3 separate regions of the Mus musculus genome follow, and all the other regions are linked to region 2. The links are chromatin contacts, called in public Hi-C maps. All regions are on one chromosome and are shown on one strand. The core of a region is the stretch at or near the end of the contact, and the rest is flanking DNA. Distances in the headings are between cores, read along the strand shown. Region 1 has its middle 75 kb from the start of 1700025G04Rik. Region 2 overlaps 1700025G04Rik (RIKEN cDNA 1700025G04 gene). Region 3 overlaps Edem3 (ER degradation enhancer, mannosidase alpha-like 3).

The links. A called contact is a pair of places that touch in the nucleus more often than the background predicts.
Region 1: a Hi-C map of the N1E-115 cell line shows a contact between it and region 2, with 4 times the contacts expected there. The contact joins two enhancer-like sites. A contact is called at or near these places in 3 of 484 Hi-C or Micro-C datasets (the HPC-7 cell line, the N1E-115 cell line and nephron progenitors).
Region 3: a Hi-C map of the N1E-115 cell line shows a contact between it and region 2, with 9 times the contacts expected there. The contact joins two enhancer-like sites. A contact is called at or near these places in 1 of 15 datasets of contacts at CTCF or cohesin (pro-B cells), 13 of 484 Hi-C or Micro-C datasets (the 3T3-L1 cell line, the HPC-7 cell line, the N1E-115 cell line and 9 more), 3 of 115 datasets of contacts at active chromatin or transcription factors (embryonic stem cells, memory CD8 T cells and oligodendrocyte precursor cells) and 1 of 9 other capture datasets (bone marrow-derived macrophages).

What each region holds. Positions count from the first base shown.
Region 1 is chr1:152,164,087-152,167,435 of GRCm38.p6, reverse strand. No RefSeq gene overlaps it. Among named protein-coding and RNA genes, the nearest start is that of 1700025G04Rik, 75 kb to the right of the region's middle. Within about 2 kb of position 1,900, at least 55 of the 459 cell types and tissues checked have an H3K27ac peak or open chromatin away from gene starts, as enhancers often do. A contact at or near this core is called in the N1E-115 cell line, where this site is marked.
Region 2 is chr1:152,017,847-152,021,246 of GRCm38.p6, reverse strand. All of the region lies in intron 1 of 1700025G04Rik (RIKEN cDNA 1700025G04 gene), which reads left to right. Among named protein-coding and RNA genes, the nearest start is that of 1700025G04Rik, 71 kb to the left of the region's middle. Within about 2 kb of position 1,851, at least 112 of the 459 cell types and tissues checked have an H3K27ac peak or open chromatin away from gene starts, as enhancers often do. A contact at or near this core is called in the N1E-115 cell line, where this site is marked.
Region 3 is chr1:151,822,150-151,825,771 of GRCm38.p6, reverse strand. It overlaps Edem3 (ER degradation enhancer, mannosidase alpha-like 3), which reads right to left. Exons shown (of 20, transcript NM_001039644.2): 20 at 3,444-3,622. Among named protein-coding and RNA genes, the nearest start is that of Edem3, 69 kb to the right of the region's middle. Within about 2 kb of position 1,316, at least 12 of the 459 cell types and tissues checked have an H3K27ac peak or open chromatin away from gene starts, as enhancers often do. A contact at or near this core is called in the N1E-115 cell line, where this site is marked.

The sequences.
Region 1 (3,349 bases), core at 651-3,150, 150 kb before region 2:
TTTCTTAATTACTTAATTGGTTGGGGAGAGCCCAGCCTATTTTGGGTAAGGTCGTCCTTAGTCTGATGCTCCTAGGTTCAATAAGAAAGCAGGCTGAGCAAACCATGGGGAGCAAGCCAGTGAGCAGCATCCTTCACGGCTGGCCTCTGATGATCTGCTCCAGTCTCCCAGGTTCCTGCCCTGAGTTCCTTCAGTGATGGACTATGGGTGTGGAAGGATAAGTCAGATAACCCCCTTCCTCCCAACCTGCTTTTGGTCACAGTGTTTCATCATAGCAATAAGAACCCAAACTAAGACAATAGGAATGTAATTGTTATAGTTGTTAACCTTGTCTAATTAGCATCTGTCTTAAGCAGGGGATGGGGCCAATTTCTGCAGGCCCACACTCGACTAGACAAAGGTTAGGAGGAAGGTTCTGAGGGGACTGGCATTGGAGAGCAGTGAATGGTCCCCTGCACCTCCACATTCTACAGATGTCGATGGACCTTATGCCCCAGATAAAGCTTTACTTTCTTGCAAGGAATGCCACTCAAAACCTGGGTCTTGCTATTCCCAAGGAAAGTAAGTTCTTCCTCTTATGTCCCCATCCATTCAATTCCCTATTACATCATCCTTTTCCTCTTCTCCTTCTCCATAGATTCTGTTTTTCATCATCTCTCTTCCCCTAGGCACTAAGGTTTCTGATCATGAAGATAGTGTACCATTCATTTTGGAATTTTCAGTACCTAGGATAATTTCTGTGGTTAATACATATGCTCTAAATTTCCTTCTATGAAGTGAGGTGATAGGGAAGTGGGGGGAGGATACATATACATATACATATATCATATATCACATATCACATATATCATATATGTATACATACATACATATAATTTATATATATATATTATTTATGCCTTGGAAAATTCTCTTGCTAGGTCTGTTTTGGCCTAACCAAGAAAAGGAGAAGACACACATTTTTAAAGTAGAAGAAGAAGCTGGTCTCAGCAGCACACTCCTGTGATCCTATCCCAGGGAGGCAGAAATGGGAGCATCCCCTGGGGCTTGCTGGGCAGCCAGTGGATTTGAGTCTGCAGGCTCCAGGCTCAGTGAGAGACCCTGTCTCAAAACATAAGGGGGGAGAGAGTGATTGAGAAAGACACCCAATGTCAACGTCTGACCTCTACATACATGTGCGCACACACTCAAAACATGTTCACACCTCGTCACATGTATCCATCACTCATCACACACACACACACACACACACACACACATACAAACAAGCAGGAGACAACTCCATCTTTTAGTGAGTTTTTAACATGCCTAATTAACAAAAGAAAGAAAGAAAGTAAAGGACTCCAAGAAGGAATATTGCCTTGTGTAAAGTACTTAACACTGCCTCTCCTGCACTCCCACAGCCCACAGGGCCTGGAGGGAACTGTAGCATCTTGGACCTTAGTTGCCTGTGCTCTATTAATTCAAAGACAAACATATTTCCCAACTTGCCCAAGGCTCTGGCAGGGAAGACTCGGATCCCCGAACACGGGTCATCCTAGTGCGGCAAGAACCAGCTGGGTTTTCAGCTATGTGGATGGAGCCATCTGTTTTGCTTGCCCACATAAAAATATGCACAAGGACTGTGCAAATCAGCAAATCCACAGCTTCCCGAGGACCCAGCTGGGATGCGCCCTCCCTTTGGGGACTCATGAAAGGTAAATCCAGTGTCAAAAGACAGAGGGCCAGCAGTAAGGCTAAGGAGCCAACGAATCAGACTCCATCATCTCTCCCTTGCCTTTGCCTGGACTGCAGCCCATCTGGCTACTTAGCCACATGGCCATTGTGCTTGTGTAAGGGGCACAGTGGTGCATGCTGAGTGCCCGGAAAATTACCAGCAGCCTCCTGCCTCTCCCTCCACAGGCACCAGGAGCAGATCACATAAGAACTCCCTTCTCTGATGTTCTTTGGTCTGCTGACTGCCTAGTCCACCCTTGGTCGTTCATATAATGAGCCTGGTGAGTCCAGGTGGCCAGGAATAGAGAGGCTTTTTGTATGCTGGTCTCCGAGAAGGGAGCCCTTTAGCTTTTCCCACATACTACCCTCCCCCCACTTCCCTATCACCTCGCTTCACAGAAGGAAATTTAGAGCTGTCTTGGCTCCCTGGTTAGCACGGAGGACAGTGGATTCCTCACTTTAAAAAAAAAATGAAGGAAGGGAAAACTGGAATAAAATGAGGATGCTGTTAGCCTACCACCCAGGTGCAGATGGTGTTTGGCAGCCCAAGACCGGGCCATGATTGAGAAGAGCGTCTGTCTCCAAACCATTACAGTTAATTATCTCAGAGTTACAGATTCATCAGCAGGCAGAGAGCCAGCTCGAAATCCCCTGGGAAATTTCAGATGGATTAATAAGCAAAGGGACGTGGCTGTAAGACAGCTGATGTTCTATAAAGAAATGATATCATTATTCCTATCCCTCACTCCTGGACCCAATGCTTGCTTCTACTCTCCTATCGGTGAAGACATCTGTCCAACGGGGGTCTGGGTCAGGAGAAACCGCTTTGTTCTCGGTTGTTATCTAGTAGCACAACTGTGCTCAGAACAAGACTTGTGCTTTGTTATGGCTCCTGCTCATGTAGGAAAACATGACTTGACCTGGTCATCTGCTTGTCTCTGTGGCTTTCCCTGTTAAGATGGTTCTGCACAGAAACCCCACCCCACCCCCAGAATCTTTAACCAAGGCAGAATGAAAGGGCTCCCCCTCTAGCTACATACAGCTATGCTCAACAGGAGCCAAGCAGGAGCATACCTGACTCTGTCCGCAGTCTCGGGACATCTGCTCATTACAGGCAGCCCCTTCCCGGACTCAGAATGCAACCTCCCTTTCTGGGCTCTTTGTCTTTGTGTTTCCCACCTAAGGTCCATATCACTTATTCCTGAGGAGCAGGAAAGGCCCCAGCAACTTTGACACCGTGTGATGGGCTCCAGTCACGTGGAGAAACAGAAGCAAGAAATGACATGCATGCCCCACTGATGTACAGCTCTGCCAGCAAACCTGCTGACATCTCTCTCTCCAACACCTAGGGCCTGGATTTGTCCACGTTTGTTGGGTGTGACATTCCTCTTCCTCTAAGCCTTCTCTCACTGTCCAGGCCCCTGGAAACATAGGTAAATGAAACAGAGGAGCTTGGTTTCAGAAATGAAATGCACTCTGGAAGGGAAGAGAAACGCTAAGATAGCTAAGTCCTGTGCAGGGAAAGAATCCTTGTCCAACAGCCACATTGCTACTTGGAAGTCTGCATTTTATAGCTATCCCTTTCTTCTGTTTCTCCATGTGACTCAACAGAGAGACAAAGTTTCCAGGATCT
Region 2 (3,400 bases), core at 602-3,101:
GGGTTGAGTCTGGGGATGTTGCTCAGTGGTAGAGCGCATGCTTAACTTGTGTAAATCTCTACAGTCCTACCTTAGTTACAGTTTCAACTGCGATGATAAAAACACCATGACCAAGAGCAATTGGGGAGGAAAGGGTTATTTCAATTTAAAAACTCTCAGATCGTGTTCGGCCACTCAGGGAAGTCCGGGCAGAAACTTAGAGCAGGAACCCCAAGGCAGGAACTGAAACCAAAGCCATGGGGCGTTGATTACTGGCCTGTTCCTCATGGTTTGCTCAGGTCGCTTTCTTATAGCACCCAGGGCCACCATCCCAGGGTGGCATAGCCTACAGTGAGCCAGGCCCACCACTACTGATCATTAATTGAGAAAATGCACTACAGATTGTCCTAGAGGTCATCTAGTGGGAGCATTTTCTCAGTTGAGGTTCTGTCTTCCCAGGCACGTCTACGTTTGTCCTAAGTTGACATCAAACTGGCCAGTACACTTCCATTACCAGCATATCTTCCAAAATAAGATAAAAAGAAATAAATTGGCTTAAGTGTGTGCTAATAGGAGAAACTAAGGTCAAAGATGTTGTAAATACCATTGACTATTATCTAATACTCTTTAAAAAAAAAACACTCTCTGCAGCAGAGATCAAATTAGGGCAACTACTCCTTGAAAGCATGCATCTCCCTCATTTAGCCTGGCCACCTAGGTCTGGGTTAACTTTGTTGGCAGAGCTTTCTAAATTTTCTCTACTCCTGAACCCTTTTTACTAAGAAAATCCGACGTGACTTTATAGGTTTATAGAGTAGACATTTATCAGGAATTTACTGATAGCAAATCATCAGAAAATGTTCTTTAAAACAATCCTTTGATATACACAGATTTTTACCATTTTTCGAGGTTGATGGCAGGTTTGTTTACTAATGAGATTGCCGTGATTATTTTCACTCAGAGTTAAATCTTGGCTGAATGTTTGAATGTCTTCGGCATTTTTCATATCTGATAACTGTTTTCATTTTATCATTGTTCAGAATACCATGTTATCACATGATCACGTCGTATAAAAAAGCAGAAGTATGTTTACAAGTACTTACTTTGGAAACTGTTGGAAATTCTGTTCTAATCCTAAACCAAAATTCATTTAATGAATTTTCAAACCTGTTTTGTTTTGTTTTGTTTTTTGTTTTTTGTTTCCAAGACAGGATTTCTCCCTGTAGCTTGGCTGTCCTGAAACTCACTCTGTAAACCAGGCTGGCCTGGAACTCATAGATCCACCTGCCTCTGCCTCCTGAGTGCTGGGGTTAAAGGTTTGTACCACTATCTCCCAGCTTATTTAATGATTTTTAAGTCAGCAACTCAACATCAATGTGTACAATCAAAAGTTTTAACACAGTATAGTTTGAAAAGATGCTGGTTTGATGCCCATGCATTTGAACACACACATAAACATACACACACCTACAGAAAATCTTTGTTTTCCATAAGTAAGCTGTAATGTTTCTGTAAGAGCAGAAGGCTTGATATGAGTGGTTAATAAACAAGTCAAACACTGCAGTTTATGGTCTCAGCCATGCCATTTTAGACAAAGTCCTTCTCATTGCATGGCGTGGACAGCACATATCGTACGAAGTATGTGTGTTATATGTTAAGAACCTCTATCCTTAATTGTCTGGCCCCATGTTGGGCTCTGATCCACAGTTTAAGAAGTTGTGTCTTGGGCACAACTGTCTGTCTCTAGTCATTGCTGCCTCCCAGTGATCCGTCTCATCAGCAGCCCTTCCTGCATTACAGAACAGAGCCACCAGTAGACAGGAGGCAGCTAATGTTTAAGGAGGCTGCAGGTCTGGCTGCAGCATTTCCTGTCTTGCAGATTGATGGTGTCTAGCTCTTCGGCTGATGTCATCGTGCATCTGTGTTTCAGAGTGCGTGTAACAGGGGAGGAGGCTGGTTTTAACGAAGCAAACTCATTACCCCTTGAGGGAGGAAGGGGAAGCTCCTGGCTTCCTCCTGTTTGATTTGTTGGCTTCATGGGGGGGGGGTGGGGGGGACAAATGACTGTGTCATCCTATAGGAGAATGCTACTTTCTCTTTGACATATAAATAAACAGCCTTCCACGTTTGATTTGTTCATTTATTTTACCACTGCTGGAACTGTTAGTTTTTAAAAACCATGTCATGTTACTTTATTGTATTTTGACTTTCATTTTTGGAATGGGAAGAAGAGAACCAATAAATATGTCTCTGAGTTTTATTAGGTAAGAAGTGGAGGACTCTTAACTGCAAATGACCACTAGGAACCAGAGTCCTCTAAAGTCTGATAGATGAGCCAATAAACCAAACAAATCCCAGGGAGGAGGACAGGGGCTAAATTGTTTCTGGAAATATCTTTGTCACAAGGACTCACCTTGTATCCATTCATTAAAAGAAAGCATTAAAATATCCTCTCATCTCCTGTCCCCTTTATCTGTTAGAATGCAGGTAGTAATTAGTACCTCTGCTTATTTTTGTTAAAAGCATATGTCCGGCCTGCAGGTATCCAGAATATAGAAGTGTTAGGTGTTAGCTTTCAAGAGCTTCTAGATTCTTATTAACTTGAGTGGTGCCGAGACAAAAGTGTATTTGGCAACTGGTCCTAAGTCATGTGTATTTTCCCTCTTCATGGTCCTGGTGCTCAGGTTTTTGGAACTGGCATCAAGGCTCTTGTAACCTTCTGTTTTTCCAATCTGTCTGTCATTATCAGTTTGTCATTCCCAAACCTGACCTGAGCAGTGGGTGTCCAAGCCCATGCCAGGTAGCTACTTAGATAAAGGAATGGTTTAGGTAGAAGTCTCTCACCACTCTGTTGCTAGGTTACTGAACCCTGAAGAACTGGGCCCTAAACATATCGTTTATGCTCCAAATTTGTTATTTATGGTTGCAAGCAGATGCCGTTCATAATTGGGGGAAACAATGAGATATAGAATGAATAAAATGAAATAGTTGGACACAGTACCTCAACAGATAACTACAGGTGGGTGTCTAGGACATGTTCAGCGAAGGAGACTGGTTTGAAGTTACTGTTTATGCCCAGGGAGTTGTGGGCCACCTTTGCAGAGCTGTGAAGTTCATTCAGTCATGAACTTGAATCCTGTAACCAGAGCTAGTTGATGAGGCTGCAGTCTGGTGTTCCTGGGCTAGAGTGAGATTAAACGCATCAATTTTGGATATAGGATTTAAATTTTTTTTTCATTCTTTTATTTACATTTTCCACTAAAATGTCTTCCTTATTCATATTTTAATCATATGGGAAGTTTTTAAAAAAGAAATAACCCTTATTCAGAGACAACATTTACCAAACATTTGGCCTCTTTTAAACAGCTATGGATAGTAATTTTCAGTTTTGCCTTTCATAAATGTTTCTCTTAAAGGCAAA
Region 3 (3,622 bases), core at 67-2,566, 190 kb after region 2:
ATAAAGGCAACATTAATAGTTGCACTACTCAGCACTGGAAAACATTCCCCTTAGACAGTCCATACTCCGAATGTGCATTGTCCCCATCGTTCTGCCTTGACATATCCTGCTGTTACAAACATTGACCTGAGTATTTGGAAGAAACTGTGTAGGTTTCTTGTTAGTTATCTTTTTTTTTAGGTTCTTGGAGCAGATGATGGAGTTAAAAAAGAAACAAACAGACTTGGTTGTGTGTTGTTACCTACAAAAACTCTTTCTCCATTTCTGTCTCTCCCTCTCTTCGGGGCCGCTTGCACTTTCACCAGCAGCAGAAAAACAAGGAAAATAAGACAAAGAGCTTCCTGGTTTCATTGGATGAGCTCGGTGTCGCACTGTAACTCATCATCCAACATCTCTGTTCCCATGACTCAGGGATGGAGGCCGATGCTCTTGGTGCGTGCAGAAAGGGATTTTAGGCAGTGGGCCAGAGTTCCTTCACTCTCAGGCTCAAATGGAGTCTAATAGTCTGATTTGTTTTCCCATTTGTCAGTACATCTGGTTCACTTGAGGCTCCAGTTCTCTAGTATGACGGTAGAAAGAGTCCTTGGATTCCTTCAGGGAGAAGTCTATGTTAACAAGCTCGAATAGTTCTAGGCCGGTGAATACTGTATCCTCATTTGCATCTGTTTTGCTTGATGATGAGTGTGGGAGATTTGGAAAGAAAGGATGAAGCTCATGCCAAGTTGCAAACATCGATCAGAGAAATGTGGCTAGAATCCGAGACAGTGCTAAGTCTCACCCGAGATGTTCAGCCAGGATTTTAAGTGAGGCTGGTCAGCAGTGGGACTTAATTTCATCCAGCTCCCAAAGCTATTCATGGATATGTGTACAATCAGTGTGCAGGTGGGACTTAATATCTAAGGCTTTGCCCGTTGAGTTCGACAGAAGGAAGCATGTTTGTGTATTGGGTGACATGGGAAGGCAGCCCAGGAGTGACGCTGATTCTGGGACATGTGGTGGTCCTGGTGCTCTCCAAGTCGGTGAACAAAGGTGACAGACTGAGTTCACATCACTTCAATAAAGAAATGGCTTTGGTTATGCCGTAAAATAACACGAGGAAAGTGTGTCTTGATCAGTGAAAGCCAAAAAGTCACAGCCAAGACATACAAGAGTGGATCTCTATTGCCTGAAGGCATGAGAATGAAGTCTGCAGCACCCCAAACAGCAAGTCTCCAAGGACAAAGGACAGACAGGGAATTTATTTCACAAAGGCTAGGCATAGTCATCTGGAAAAAGCACTTCTGGGTGGATGCTCGGCTAGATTAGGATGTACACTACTGGGCATGTTTAAAGGCATGCTCAAAAAGCAAAGACATCAGTAATGGAAGGTCTGTAATGTTCTCTCCAGGACGGCTGGAAGAGTGACCAAGGTGCTCAGCTTGTCACAGATGCTGAATGGGAAGTCACAGGCAAATCTAGCTCGTGACATCATGATCTCGGGGAATCACAGTGACTTGAGGTTGGAAGAATCAAATGGCACACTAGGTCGGCCAGGCAGTAGGAAGGGGCAGTCACGCATTAGAGTGGGGCACAGAGGAGCCCCACCACACCACACCCACCCCGCCCCGCCCAGAAGCTCCCACAGTTGAAATCCTCCCTCTGTTGAAATCCCTTCCTCCCTCAAGGCTATTCTGGCCACCAAGGTGTGGGTGTGTGGAGTAGCCTGGACTTTTGCCCTCCTAGACCTGCCCCAGACTCGGAAAACCTTTCCCCAGATTTCTAGGCAAACGGTCCTTTTGAAAGCGAGTTAAGCTGGCAGTGGCGGCGCATGCCTTTAATCCCAGCACTTGAGAGGCAGAGGCAGGCGGATTTCTGAGTTCGAGGCCAGCCTGGTCTACAGAGTGAGTTCCAGGACAGCTAGGGCTATTCAGAGAAACCCTGTCTCGAAAAAAAAAGAGGAAGAAAAGAAGAGAGAGACACACACACACACACACACACACACAGAGAGAGAGAGAGAGAGAGAGAGAACAAGCAAACGGGTTAAGAGGGATTTGAAAACTGTCTGTCCCTGTGGCTGCTAACAAGAAGACAGGCTAGAATTGATTCAGTTTAATAGTTCTACGGTAGGGCAGGAGAGTGGCTGCATGACCTAGAATTTCCAGTTGCAGCAGCTGTCTGGACCCATTTGTAGCGGGAAGCTTTGACTAGTCTACAGCAGAAGCTGGAAAGAGAGTGGGCAAAGTGGAGGAAGGCTGCTGGAGATGTCAGAATGACGGCCGTGGAAGCAGCTAGCCTCCAGACTGAAGGTTCTCTAATGCTGGTCTATTTATTCATTGGTTCTTTGATCAACCATGTGAGGAAGCTTTGACTCTGAGAAGTCACATGCTATTATAAACCCTGACATCACCTGCTGCTGTTAAGACAAAGTTAGTGGTATGTGGCCCTAAAGAGCACCACAGGATTTCTAAAAGAACCTTAACCTGGGCTAGCATTCTTTTATAGATCAAGAGTCTTCCAGAGGTCCATCAATGGCATTCCCTTTGAAGAGAGCAGACAGTATTTAATTAGCCCAACACAAGCTCATGGCTAACAAGTTAGTTCTAATAAGTAAGTACCCATGCTTTAATAGCAGGTAGGTAGGTACTCTTCTCCATTAACCTTTAAAGAACTCAGCCTCTAAGTAGATGGGCCTCTGAAGTTTCCTTTTGCTCGCCTCACAGTCTAACAGTGATACTTTCATTGTCCTGGAAGGGTGGGGCATAGTGAGGCTGGACTAATTGCCCAGACAACCCCAGAACAGACACTATCACTCATATTCTTCAGTCTCAGATGGGAGACATGCAAAGCAGGGAGGGAGTGTGGCTGAGTGAAGGTTAGCAGAAACTGGGGGTGAAGCAGGGCTGAGGAAGAGGGTGACTCACTGGAAGGAGCTCAGGTTTACCTCTGGAATTAAACCAGAGCTCCCGTCCACTGCCCAGTCACTTAATTTGGTACTTTGACTAAGATGCCTGGAACTTGTTCAAGCCTTAAAATTGATAATGATCACATGGTCTTTAATGTTATCTGCTCAGAGTCCTTGGGATAGCAGAGTTCAGAGCCACTGAAACACAATGGCTTCTTGGGAATGAAGAGCAAAGGGCCAAGGCTAGTGCACTGCTTTTAATGAGGTGTGCCACCCCTACCCTCCCACCACCATAGGCTCTGGCATGTAAATATTTGATTCCCAGTTGGTGACACTATTTGGGGAGGTTTAGAGGCATGGCCTTGCTTCTGCCACTACAGTTTGCTGTTTCCTGCTTCTGGTTCTAGATGTGTGCTCTCCGATCTTGTGCCACCTCGTCTGATGGCTGCCACTCCCTGCCATGATGATGATGGGCTCTGACCCTTGGGGACCATAAACCCAAAGCTGCTTTTGGTCATGGCTTTCAACACAGGAATAGAAAAGGACTAATGAACCTACTTTTGATGATAATATTAAAAGAGGGCAAGTAATTTTATTAAGTATAAGTAAATTCAGACACAAATGTTACCAACAATGACAGAGAATTATTACTTTTTTTAAACTGTAGTTTGTACGAGGTACTATTTGAGTTTTAGAACTGATGCTTGCATGGGTTTCTATACCACAAAACACCTGCAAATT